Linked DNA regions of Ovis aries: region 1 is linked to region 2. Evidence: chromatin contacts called from public Hi-C data. All regions are on one chromosome and are shown on one strand. The core of a region is the stretch at or near the end of the contact, and the rest is flanking DNA. Distances in the headings are between cores, read along the strand shown.

Region 1 (5,924 bases), core at 2,174-4,673, 280 kb after region 2:
GTCCATCTAAAAATGTCATTTCTAAAAATGATACAACCTACTGGTACAGTATCCCAGGGGGTTTGGTCCGAGGGCAGCACCCTCAGATGGTGGTGGCAGTTAGTCGCTAAGTTGTGTCTGAGTCTTTGCCACCCCATGGGCTGTAGCCAACCAGACTTCTCTGTGCATGGGATTTTCCAGGCAAGAATACTGGAGTGGGTTGCCATTTCCTTCTCCACTCAGAATCTCCGGCAGTGCAGGTAGAATCTTTGCCAACTAAGGCACCAGAGAAGCCCTCAGATACCAAAATCTGTAGAAGCTCAAGTCCCTTATATAAGTGACCTCATACATGAATCCAGTCAGCACTTTGTGTCCACAGGTTGAAATTTCATGGTAGAAAATCCACGGTTGGTTGAATCAGCATCTGTGAAACCGGTGGATATGGAGGACTAGTTGTTTGTGTGTTCAGTATATGGTTCTAAAGTTTTGGCACCGCTGTTGTAGAGCTATGGATAAACTTTTGTTTTTCCTGTTTACATTTTCTACTTTGTTTTTTTTAAAAAAAAAAGGTTTTCCCCAATGCAGTCTATTCATTGAAAAAATTTAAAATTTGATTGAAATCCATTTGAAAATGATCCTAGCAGTTATAGATAACCATATTTAGCTTTAAGTCTTGGTCTCGTCTATGCAATACAATTGTCTGGAGCTGTTCTTTGGGGAGGGAAGAATACAGAGTTAGTTACCTATCCTAGGGGAGAGCTGAGAGCTGTTTTCCGAAGCAGACTGCGATGTGGATATAGATCCTTGGCTCAGCTTTTCTGTGGAAACCCAGCTTTTAAAAGCCTTGGGTGGAGTTACATTGGTAGCAGAATGTGCAGATGAGGTCATTTCTTTATAGGAACTTTTCTGGGGTGGGAGGAAAGCACGTTTGGTTCTAGGCTCTATGCAGGCCTGATTTTGGGTGGGAAAGGAGGCTCGCTAGATTCCCTGGTCAGAAGAGACCACCTAGGCTGTTGTTTCTGTGGAGCCCTTCTGTGCCATACTGTAGCGAGCACCGAAGGGTAAACTCTTGTTTGCGGAGTTGGTTTTCATGTTAGGGAACATATGGAGGGATTCGCTATGTAGACTGATACGCCACATGCGGACTGGCTTCCGTCATTTTTCACTTCGTCATCTCGCAGGTGTGTTTCTTCATCTGTAAAATGGGTTTTGAAGGATAACTAGCTTATGGAGCTGCTAGCTGGGATAGGGCAGGTAGAATGGTCCTGGCAGCACAGGACAAGTCTTCGTTAGTACCTGTCATCACTGTTGAACCGTAGCTCCACAATCTTAACTGAAGAATTTGGGCAGTTCTGCCCAACCTAGCGGAGAAGGCAATGGCACCCCACTCCAGCACTCTTGCCTGGAGAATCCCATGGATGGAGGAGCCTGGTGGGCTGCAGTCCATGGGGTTGCTAAGAGTCAGGCACAACTGAACGACTTTACTTTCACTTTGCACTTTCATGCACTGGAGAAGGAAATGGCAACCCACTCCAGTGTTCTTGCCAGGAGAATCCGAGGGGCGGGGGAGCCTGGTGGGCTGCCGTCTATGGGGTCGCACTGAGTTGGACACGACTGAAGCGACTTAGCAGCAGCCCAACCTAGATCAGATAGGCTACCAGCCTGGGATTCTGACGGTTGCGAATTGGGCTGCGGAACCAGCATTGATCATGAAAGCTGGTCAGAGGCTCAGAGCTCAGAACTGTGGGCTAGTCACCTGATGTAAAGTGCAGCACATGCGATATCCAGCTGTGCTGGTGGAGAGTTCTTAGGCCAGAGACTTACCGGAAGTGGAGGGGGGTGCAAGTGTATTGGTGTAGTCATGGCCCTCCTAGCGCAAACCAAGACCAGAAAACTTGCCCAGGTAAAAAGACCTAGGTGAACTAAATACTACCCCTGCTTCTCCCCTGCACTGCAGTCTTCCAACCTCTCCACTGCTGTCACATCTTTTTTCAACCAAAACCTTCAAGGGATGACATTTATCGTTAGACAAACACAGATACTCATTATAGTCTATTTGCCTAAACCAACCACTTTGGCTAAGGCCTACCCCAGGAAGAGCAGTTTAGGGTCATCCCAAACTTTTAAATGTATTAATTCCAACTTGAACTAAGTAGGATAAACAGACCCCAGACCTCCTACCCTGGAGTCCTGTCTTTTCAGTCGTTTAAAAATCTGCCTTTCAGCATGATCAAAGCAGCTGTACCCCAGAAGACAGCACCAGGGCTTCTAAGAATCCTTTGTTTGCCCTGCTTATCCCCAACCAAAGGTGATTTTTCATTTGCATTACTAATCACTGTCTTCAGATGCTTTGTTTCTCAAATTAGATTAAATGTCCCTAAAGAGTTCCCTCACATTTGTCAAAGGCAGTCTGACCCTTCACTATGGGTTGGGCTTTCTGTGCAGGTCCCTCCAAGAAGGTCACGGAAGGTTTGTATATAGTAGCAAATGGGATTCTTCTTTTCCATCCTTCATTTTAAAGGTCATCTCATCAACATACCTAAATTTTGTGGGTATCTTTTTTCAAGAGTAATAAAAATTAGTTAATTGAAGAACAACAGACTAAGCTCTGAGAGGTCAGCATTCAGCCGTGGGTCAGAATGTTTTCTTTTAGAGGGAAACCCATACTTCTTCGGTGGATTGTTTCAATCAAGGTTCAGGGATTCCAGAAAAATGCGGGTGCCTCATTCTTAGATGTTCAGGACCTGGATGCTGAATGTCCTGGTTTGAGGAGGGAAAGGTGAAAACTTGCTTGTTGGTCAGTTGTTTGTAGACGGAGGGGGAACACAGTGGCCGTCGTTATGGACACGTGAATGCTAACAGGTTTGCTTCTCAGGGGCGCTGGTTAAACAACTTCTTAACTGGCCAGAGTCCAGCGCGTTAATCATTAACCCGGGCCTGAGCGTCTGCTGCCCCGTGTATTCAGAATTAGTTTATCATTACCTCTAACTACTGCCTTTTATGGTTCCGAAGAGCTTCTATGAAATCCCTTATCACCACCAAGCCTAATCTTCATTAACTTGCAGGGGGCAGCGCTCTGATATTTCTGAGCTGGACCAGAGTAAGCAGTTTATGGCCAATTGAAGAATTTTTCATCACAACTGCTTAAAAAGAGAGAGAAAGAAAAGGGGAAAAAAAGAAAAAAAAATCAACTCACTCATTGCAGTCTTTGGACCATGCTTAGAAGTTCATATTCTCGTGACCTACTTTTCCACTTAACTCTTGATAACCCCGGGCTGCTTTGTTTTCTTTCTGACTTTGGAGAACTAGGTTAGTGGGGAAAGTCAGGGTTCCCTGGCAGGCAGGCTGGGTTCAGAGCCCTGGCTGGCACCTCCTCAGAGCCCCATCTCAGCGCCCCTCTGCTTCCTGGGTCAGCTCAGCTCCTGGCAGAGTCCCTGCCTGGAACCAGCCCTTGCAGTTTTCACAAATGGTCTCAGGGCTCCAGTCCTTCCCAGGGGATACACAGCATCTCTACACTGCTCAGAAGAAGTCCAGTTTTTTTTTCCTTTCCTCCCTGATCCTTCCCTCTTTGTGCCTCTAAATGGGTGTGTGTGACATGGTCACTTGTCTGATTTTCAAAGTATATATTACAATAAATGAAATCTATACCTGTTTACGTACATGGTGAAAAATTTGGAAGAGTCTACATTTAAAAATAGCTTTCAGAAATCTAATTTTCACGAAGAAAGCTGAGCTACTTTTCATTTTAGTGTCTAAAAAGAGCTTTTTAAAACATTTTAAAGGGTTCAGCATGCAAGTATGAATGTTTGGCTGTGGGGCCTGTGGTGTGATTCTACTCTATAGCTGGAGGTTTAATAATCAATTATATTAAAGCTTTTCTATAAGTCTCTAGAAGGGTTTGTCTGGGTCTTATTTACTATAATAGGCACATTAGGGAAACGGGCTTAATTTATATTTCAATTCAGTATTTTTTTCATGATTGTCAAAAACAAACCTGATTTGGGCTTTAATGATGGCGGGAGTTGTCTGCACCCCCCCAAAAAAAACCCTGAAATTTCCTTATGACGCCATTAAACGCCTTCCTGTGGGTTTTATGCTTCTAGGATATTGTCCATGTAAATATATGCAATGTGAAAAGAATGTGGTCGACTAGTAGCGTGTATGTTTTAGCCTCCTGAACCGAGGGTTTATGAAATTGGTTGAAGAGTGTTTTATTGAAACAAGGCAAATATTTATGAACAATTCAGAATCATCTGTTTTGAAATGTAAAGTGCGGGCCGAGTGGCGCGAGAGTTAGTTCCAGGTGTTTCCTGTCTGCATTTGGAATGGTTTGCTGGTGCTTAGCTCTCCTAGCTTTTTCATAAGAAGTGAAGAATCACACAGTTTCCCTGCTAATGCCTGGATGGTGGAAAGCACTCCCAGGGACAGACTTGATTTAATGAGCATAAAGCCATCTTGAGATGTATATGTATAAGTATATTCTGATCTATTACACTTGTCACTTGATTTAAAAAACAACAAATTTGCTTACGAAAGGAGTGTGTTCACTCCTGCAAGTATGTAAGGTCTAGGTCTGAAACATGTTCTTACTCATCAAGGGTTTACTTTCTGGTGGCCCCAGCTTCTGTGTTGTTAACCATTCCTGGTTTCTATGAAATAGAAATATTATGTATTCACCCAGACAGTTGGAAGCCGTTCGTGTAAATATCAGCCGTTGTGATTTAACTGTCAGCCCCAAAAGGCCCCCGCTCTGGAGGGCTCCTTTTAAGACCGAGCACAATGAGATGTCTGTTTTAGATGCGGCCGCCAAGCCTGGGTCCAAATACTACACGGATTTGTTTTCCATGTGCCAGCAGAATTACTTTTTTTTTTTTTTTTTAACAACATCCCCTGCTTTGTGTACTAAAGCTGCAGACGGGACTTGAGGGCAGTGTGAAACACTGCCGTTTTCTCCTTCCATCTCCGATCTGCCCCAGGCCCGGGATTCCAGGATGAGACGTGCAGCAAAGCCAGTGCCTCTAGGAGCATTTGGAACACGAGAGTGGAAAACTTCGCTCCACAAAGGCAGTCCAAAGACACAGGCAGGACCGAGCGTGGGATCCAACCAGATTAACCCAGCTGAAAGCCAGCTCCGGGGGCCGCTGGCTGTGGAAGAGGGTCCAGGGATGCCCAGGGCTGGGCTGGGCTGGGGTGGTTTGGAAAGGACTTTTTTTCTGGCACAGACAAGAAAGGAGAGAATAGTCCCTACTTCCTGCTCTGGCTCTTCTTTTCTTCATCATAGACTTCATTCTCCCAAACGGCGGGCATCCATGAGACCACAGAGTCGAAAGCCTTTTTATTTGTTTTTTCATGAAGGGCAAGGGACGGGTGAGGGCTTCCAGGGTGGCTCAGTGATAACAAATCTGCCTGCCAATGCAGAAGACGTGGGTTCGATCCCAGGGTTGGGAAGATCCCCTGGAAAAGGAAATAGCAACCCACTAGTATTCTTGCCTGGGAAATCCCATGAACAGAGGAGCCTGGCGGGCTACAGCCCGTCGGGTTGCAAAGAGTCAGACATGACTGAGCAACTGAGCAGCAGCAGCAAGAGACTGGTGAGAAATAGAGAAAAGCACAAAGGAGAAATTCAGTCATCTGGACTCCTGCTGCCTAAAAGTAGCCCCCTTTGGCACACCTGCTTTCTGAGTTTTTTCCCTTCCTCTTTTTTATAAAATATATCGAGCGTATCTGAATACACTTTCCTTCACATTCTCATGTTAAAATTGTAGAATGATATATATGCATCTAAAGCCTTCTTTGGATTCAACCTCCCTTCACTTCCAAGCCTCTCCCCAGTGCAGAGGGCAATCCCTGCTTTGATTTTGATATGTGTTCCTCTGTCTTTATTTTCTGCCTCTGGGTCTTTTACTTTGTATATTTTTGTGTCTTTCTAAGAACATTTTATTAAC
Region 2 (5,506 bases), core at 568-3,067:
CAGGGCATAATCCCAACCCAGGGATCGAACCCACTTCTCCTGCATCTTCTGCGTTGCAGGTGGATTCTTTGCCTACTGAAAGTGAAAGTGAAGTCGCTCAGTTGTGTCCAACTCTTTGCAACCCTACAGACTGTAGCCTACCAGGCTCCTCTGTCCATGGGATTTTCCAGGTAATAGTACTGGAGTGGGTTGCCATTTCCTTCTCCAGGGGATCTTCCCACCCCAGGGCTCGAACCCGGGTCTCCTGCACTGTAGACAGATGCTTTACCTGCTTAGCTAATAGCAAATGAAAAGAATATACATATACCTGTTGATTTCCCAGGCATCTGGATTCTTTAAGATCCTGAAACACTAGTTAACCGTGATGACCAGTAGGTGGCAGCATAACCTCCACCATTTTTTATGTTTGTCCTTGAAACACTGAGGCTATCATCATTTGAAAGTTAACAGTCACAAATTGCATACCAGCTGCCCAATTTGTTGCCTGTTGTAACATTTCTTTTATGATAGACTCCTCTTTTCAAAGAGATCCATTCAGCCAATATAGCCTTTAAATATGTGCACGGTACTAAAGATGCATAAGCATTGTGCTAACCTGCCATTTTTCTTTTTCCTTTCTTTCTCTTAGCTTTTATACAAGCAAGTCCTTGCATGTCTGATTGGATCAAGACAATTAACTGTTCTTTAAAATGTTGCTTCCATCTATCTTGTATGCGTAACCACTTACCTACAAATTTATTTACCACGAACCCACGCACTGCCAGTGGAAACAGAAAGGATGGGGGGACTGATTTTAAACAGATTATGATTCAGTTACTGGCTCCATCATTTGATTCCTCTGAGTCACATTTTGTTTTGTCTTTGTTTATTCATATAAAGTTCCTAGAGTCAATAATATCTGCCTAAGATTATTATTAATCTGGTAAGATTATTATTATTATTAATCTGGTAAGATTATTATCATAAATAAATAAAGTAGCTGAATTCCCTAAATGTTCATCACGCTCTTACTAGGCACTCAGCATTGTGTCAAGCCCAGGGAAGAAGCGTGACATTGACTTTATCCTAAAGAAGTTCACAGTCTACAGCTGCGCTGTCCAGTACAGCGCCTTCTTGCCATGTGCTGCTATTTAAATTTAAATTAAGCAAAGTTAAGTCAGATTAAAAATTCGATTCCTGGAGTACACTGGCCACATTTCAAGTGCTTGATAGCCTTATGTGACTTGTAGGTACCGTATTACTTTATGCCGATAGAGAACATTTCCATCATTGCAGGAAGTTCTGTTGGATAATACTGGTCTGGATGACCACACAGGCTCATAGAAGTTGTTATAAGTTTCAAAATTGCTTTCAAAGACCAATACATGGAACAGGGAGGTGAAATAAGCAAACAGAAAAGCGGCATGAACCCTTTCTTGTGGTGTCCAGAAAGACCTACAGACAGAAATAGTTTTAATGGAAGTCAGGACATGAAGGATGGCACACGAGGAGTGATGCTTTTAGGAAGCCCTGAGGGGAGGAGGAAGGTCTCTGAACAGGTCTATCTTGTGCAAGACTGTAAAAAAGACAGAAAATACACAAGTTCTGCTCAGGGAACTCGAGCCGTTCTAAATTGTGAAAGGATAAAGCCTGAGGGGCAAGAAAGTTTAGACAGGAGGAGATGAAACCAAGGAGAGAAAATCACCCTCTAAATTTCGAGTGTAGCCTGAACACTCGTGACGGCTTAGCTTTTCTTTCCCCCAGCGTGAGAGCAGCGGTGATGACCCTTTTTACAGCTGAGCTCAGAGCGAGGGAGCAACAGAAAGAGGGAGAGGTCCCTGCCGGATTCTTTCCACAACCGCGTCTAAGTGGAAAATGAAACTAACCCCTTCCCGCCTGCACAGCACCTCCCAGGACAAGACGCTTTTGCTCACACATTCCTCAGACTGTGAGAACAACCCACCAACCCTGTCACCAGTCACAGGACTGCCCCCTCGGCCCCCGGGGACGCACATTCCCCCAAAATGAGTGAAGGATGCCTTCTGCCAACCTTAAAACTGACTCAAGCCTCTTGAGTCCTAAGCTTTGAACCAATCTCCAACTTTTTGTGGTTACAGTTCACAGTTGGCTGGCAGAATATGACTTCCTGGTTTGGAGATAAAAGACTTGGGGGTGGGAGCGGGGAAAAGACTGAGGGGGGAAAAAAAAAACTGACTTGACATCAAATGCCTCTTTCAAAATACAGCTTTAATGAACAAAGTGCCAGTGAACCTTACTCATCCTGATTACATTTCTGAAAATGTAATCTTTTAAAATTTGAGAAGAAGGGGGTTTGGCAGAAATAGATTTGGGGTTTCTTTAGCTTCCAGACATCTGGGAGAGAGTGGAGCTATTGCTGATTTGCAGCACACAGCTGGGAGGAAAGGGCCCCGTTTCAGGGGAGGAGAGCAAGGAAAAGGAAAAGAAAAAGCTCCATTGTAATAGATGTTCCAAAAATCATCAGTCTTTCAGAAGAGATGAGGTGGGGATGTTGGGGGAGGGATGGGTTCAGCTCTTCATACGGTTTTATTTAAGCTTGAATACAGATAATCAGTCCTGCTGTTTATTTCCATACCAAATGCTCAGGGGGCCAGAGCTCTGTCACATTCCTAACCCGTATCATTTTAGCAGCAGTCTTTCTGGAATAGAAAATATACTCAGGACATTTCCTCATAGAGAGTTACCAGGAGAGTCTAGAAGAGCTCTCCTGGGCTTTCGCAAGCCAAAGCGTGCTCCTTCTCCCTCCCAGGTGGCCAATTATTCCTGTGACAACACCTCATACTTTCCATGTGATGCCATTTGACAAAGGATAAGCAGAGCCAGGCTAAATGCTCACCCACTTGACACTTAATCTCTTTATCGTCCCAATTAGAATGTTCAGGGAGAGGCGCTGGCACCAGGGGTCAACTGCAAACTCTCTCCTTAGAGATGGTGAGACAATAGGTGTGATTTTGAAAAGCAGAGGGTTCTGGCATTAGACAACAGGCTTTAGAGCCCAAACTTGGCAACTTGCACATGGAATTCAAGTCCTCATAGCCTCATCTTTCTCATCTGTAAAATGTGAATTTACATCATACTTAACCTCACAGGGTCAGTTTTGAAATTATATGAGCCACGTCAGCTGGGTGTCCAAAAAAGAGCTTGACACACACAAGAAGCATTTGATTAAGATGGGTTACGGCCTTTGCCATTATGATGTCACACAAACTGAATAGCGTACTGGCATTCTGCAGAGCCTGAGGGTAGATCACGCTCCTCCCACCAAGAGAATTATTTTCAAGTTTCTTAAGAACTAATGGGATATCCACCTCCCCCCAGTTGTTTTTATTGTGAAAAGTACATATAACGTGAGATTTTTCTTCTTAAGAAATTTTAGAGTATACAGGGTGGTATTATTGTCAACTGTAGGCACAGTGCATTTGGCGCTAGTGGTAAAGAACAGGCCAGTGCAGGACGCATAAGAGATGTGGGTTCAATCCCTGGGGTGAGGAGATCCCTTGGAGGAGGGCATGGCAACCCACTCTAGTCTTCTTGCCTGGAGAATCCAATGGACAGAGGAGCCTGGTGGGCTGCAGCCTATAGGGTCACCAAGAGTCAAACAGATTGAAATGACTTAGGACATACATAGTCACAATACAGATCTCTAGAATTTAATCATTTTGCATAATTAAGACTTTATACTAGTTGAGTTTCAACTCCCCATTTCCCCTCCCTCTGGCCTCTGGACACCACCACTCCACTCTGTGCATTTGATTATTTTATATACCTCATGGAAGTGATATAAGGCAATATTTGTCCTTCTATGATTGGCTTATTTCATTTAGCATCACATCCTCAAGATTCAATCATGCTGTTGCACGTGGAACTGTAGGCTTCCTTTTTAAGGCTTGATTATAGTCCTTTGTATATGTTTATATATACAAGGAGATAATAGCCCTTTGTATATATAAGCTCCTTTGGGGCTTTGCTCAGATGGTACAGAATCTGCCTGCAAAGCAGGAGACCCAGGTTTGATTCCTGGGTCAGGAAGATCCCCTGGAGAAGGGAAAGGCTACCCACTCCAGTATTCTGACCTGGAGAATTCCATAGTCCATGGGGTCACAAAGAGTCAGACACAACTGAGCAACTTCCACTTCGCTTGCATATATACGCACCATGAAGTCTTTATTCATCCACCAAGGGACACTCGGTTGTGTCCATGTCTTGTGAGTAATGCTGCAGCAAACACAAGTATGCAAATATATCTTCAAGATCCTGATTTCTATTCTGGTGGGTAAGTACCCAAAAGTGGGATTATTGGATCATATGGTAATTCTATTTTTAACTTTATGAGGAATCTCCATACGGTTTTCCGCAATGGCTACACCATTTGACATTTCCATTAACAAGTGTGCAAGAGTTTCAGTTTCTCCATATCCTTGCCAACACTTGTTATCTTTTGGTTTTGTTTGTGTCTTATAATAGTCATCCTAACAGGTGTGAGGTGATATCTCACTGTGCCTTGGCTTTGTATTTCCCTGATGATTAGTGACACTGAGCACCTTTTCATGTATATGTTGGCCATCTGTATGTCTTCTTTGGAGAAATGTCAATCGTGTCTGTGCTCATTTGTTAAATCAGGTTGTTTGAGCTCCTTATATGTTTTGTATACTAACTCATCAGATATGAGGTTTGCAAATGTTTTCTCCTATCCAATATGTTGCCTATACACTGTTAATTGTTCCCTTTGCCTTTTCACTTTACTTATCTCCATCAGGCTTTCTATTTCAATGTAGTCTTATGTGTCTATTTTTGCTTTTGTTCCCTGAGCTTTTGGTGTCCTATCCAAGAAATTATTGCCAAGATTGACATCATAAAGCTTATCCCTTATGTTTCCTTCTAGTAGTTCTACAGTTCCAAGTCTTATATTTAAATATTTTATCCATTTTTAGTTGGTTTTTGTGTATAGTGTAAAATAACAGTCCAATTTTTTCCTTTTGCATGTGGATAGCTAGTTTTTCCAACACTGTTTAAAGATGATCCAGCCCCAAATTTAACCTGTTAGTACCTGGGACTTTAGGGAAGGCAAGCCTCTCCTCATTGACATTAACCTCAAGGCTGAAAACTTTGGCCTGTAACTTTCCTTTATTAGTCTAGAATCATTTGCCAAAATGTCTCTTAAACTTATTTTCAATCTGTATTACCACAGAGGATCATTTCATACCTATGTTCCTGACAGAGATGTCTTCTTTTCATGGAATTCATTGAATCAAAGTGTTTTTCTTGAGATCTGATAGGGCTTCCCACCACAGTGAATGTAGGGCCTTAAGAAAGGGGCTGTAAGTTCATCCTGGCTTGCCTTTGCCATCCTTAGAGTCTACCCTCCAGCTTGAAAATGACATAATCCTGTTGTTTTTTTTATTCTCTCTTCATCTAGAAAGCTTCGGCCCAGCCCCTGGTTTACTTTCTTTTCTCTTGAAGTCTTCTGGAACAACACCTGTTCCAAGAG

Evidence for each region. Hi-C and Micro-C count contacts between places; a contact is called where the count stands out from the background.
Region 1: a Hi-C map of liver shows a contact between it and region 2, with 4 times the contacts expected there. The contact joins two enhancer-like sites. A contact is called at or near these places in 9 of 16 Hi-C or Micro-C datasets (liver, mesenteric adipose tissue, mixed tissues and 5 more).

The regions. Positions count from the first base shown.
Region 1 is chr19:28,351,333-28,357,256 of ARS-UI_Ramb_v3.0, forward strand. All of the region lies in intron 3 of PDZRN3 (PDZ domain containing ring finger 3), which reads left to right. Among named protein-coding and RNA genes, the nearest start is that of PDZRN3, 130 kb to the left of the region's middle. Within about 2 kb of position 3,424, at least 10 of the 54 cell types and tissues checked have an H3K27ac peak or open chromatin away from gene starts, as enhancers often do. A contact at or near this core is called in liver, where this site is marked.
Region 2 is chr19:28,072,689-28,078,194 of ARS-UI_Ramb_v3.0, forward strand. No RefSeq gene overlaps it. Among named protein-coding and RNA genes, the nearest start is that of PDZRN3, 150 kb to the right of the region's middle. Within about 2 kb of position 1,818, at least 14 of the 54 cell types and tissues checked have an H3K27ac peak or open chromatin away from gene starts, as enhancers often do. A contact at or near this core is called in liver, where this site is marked.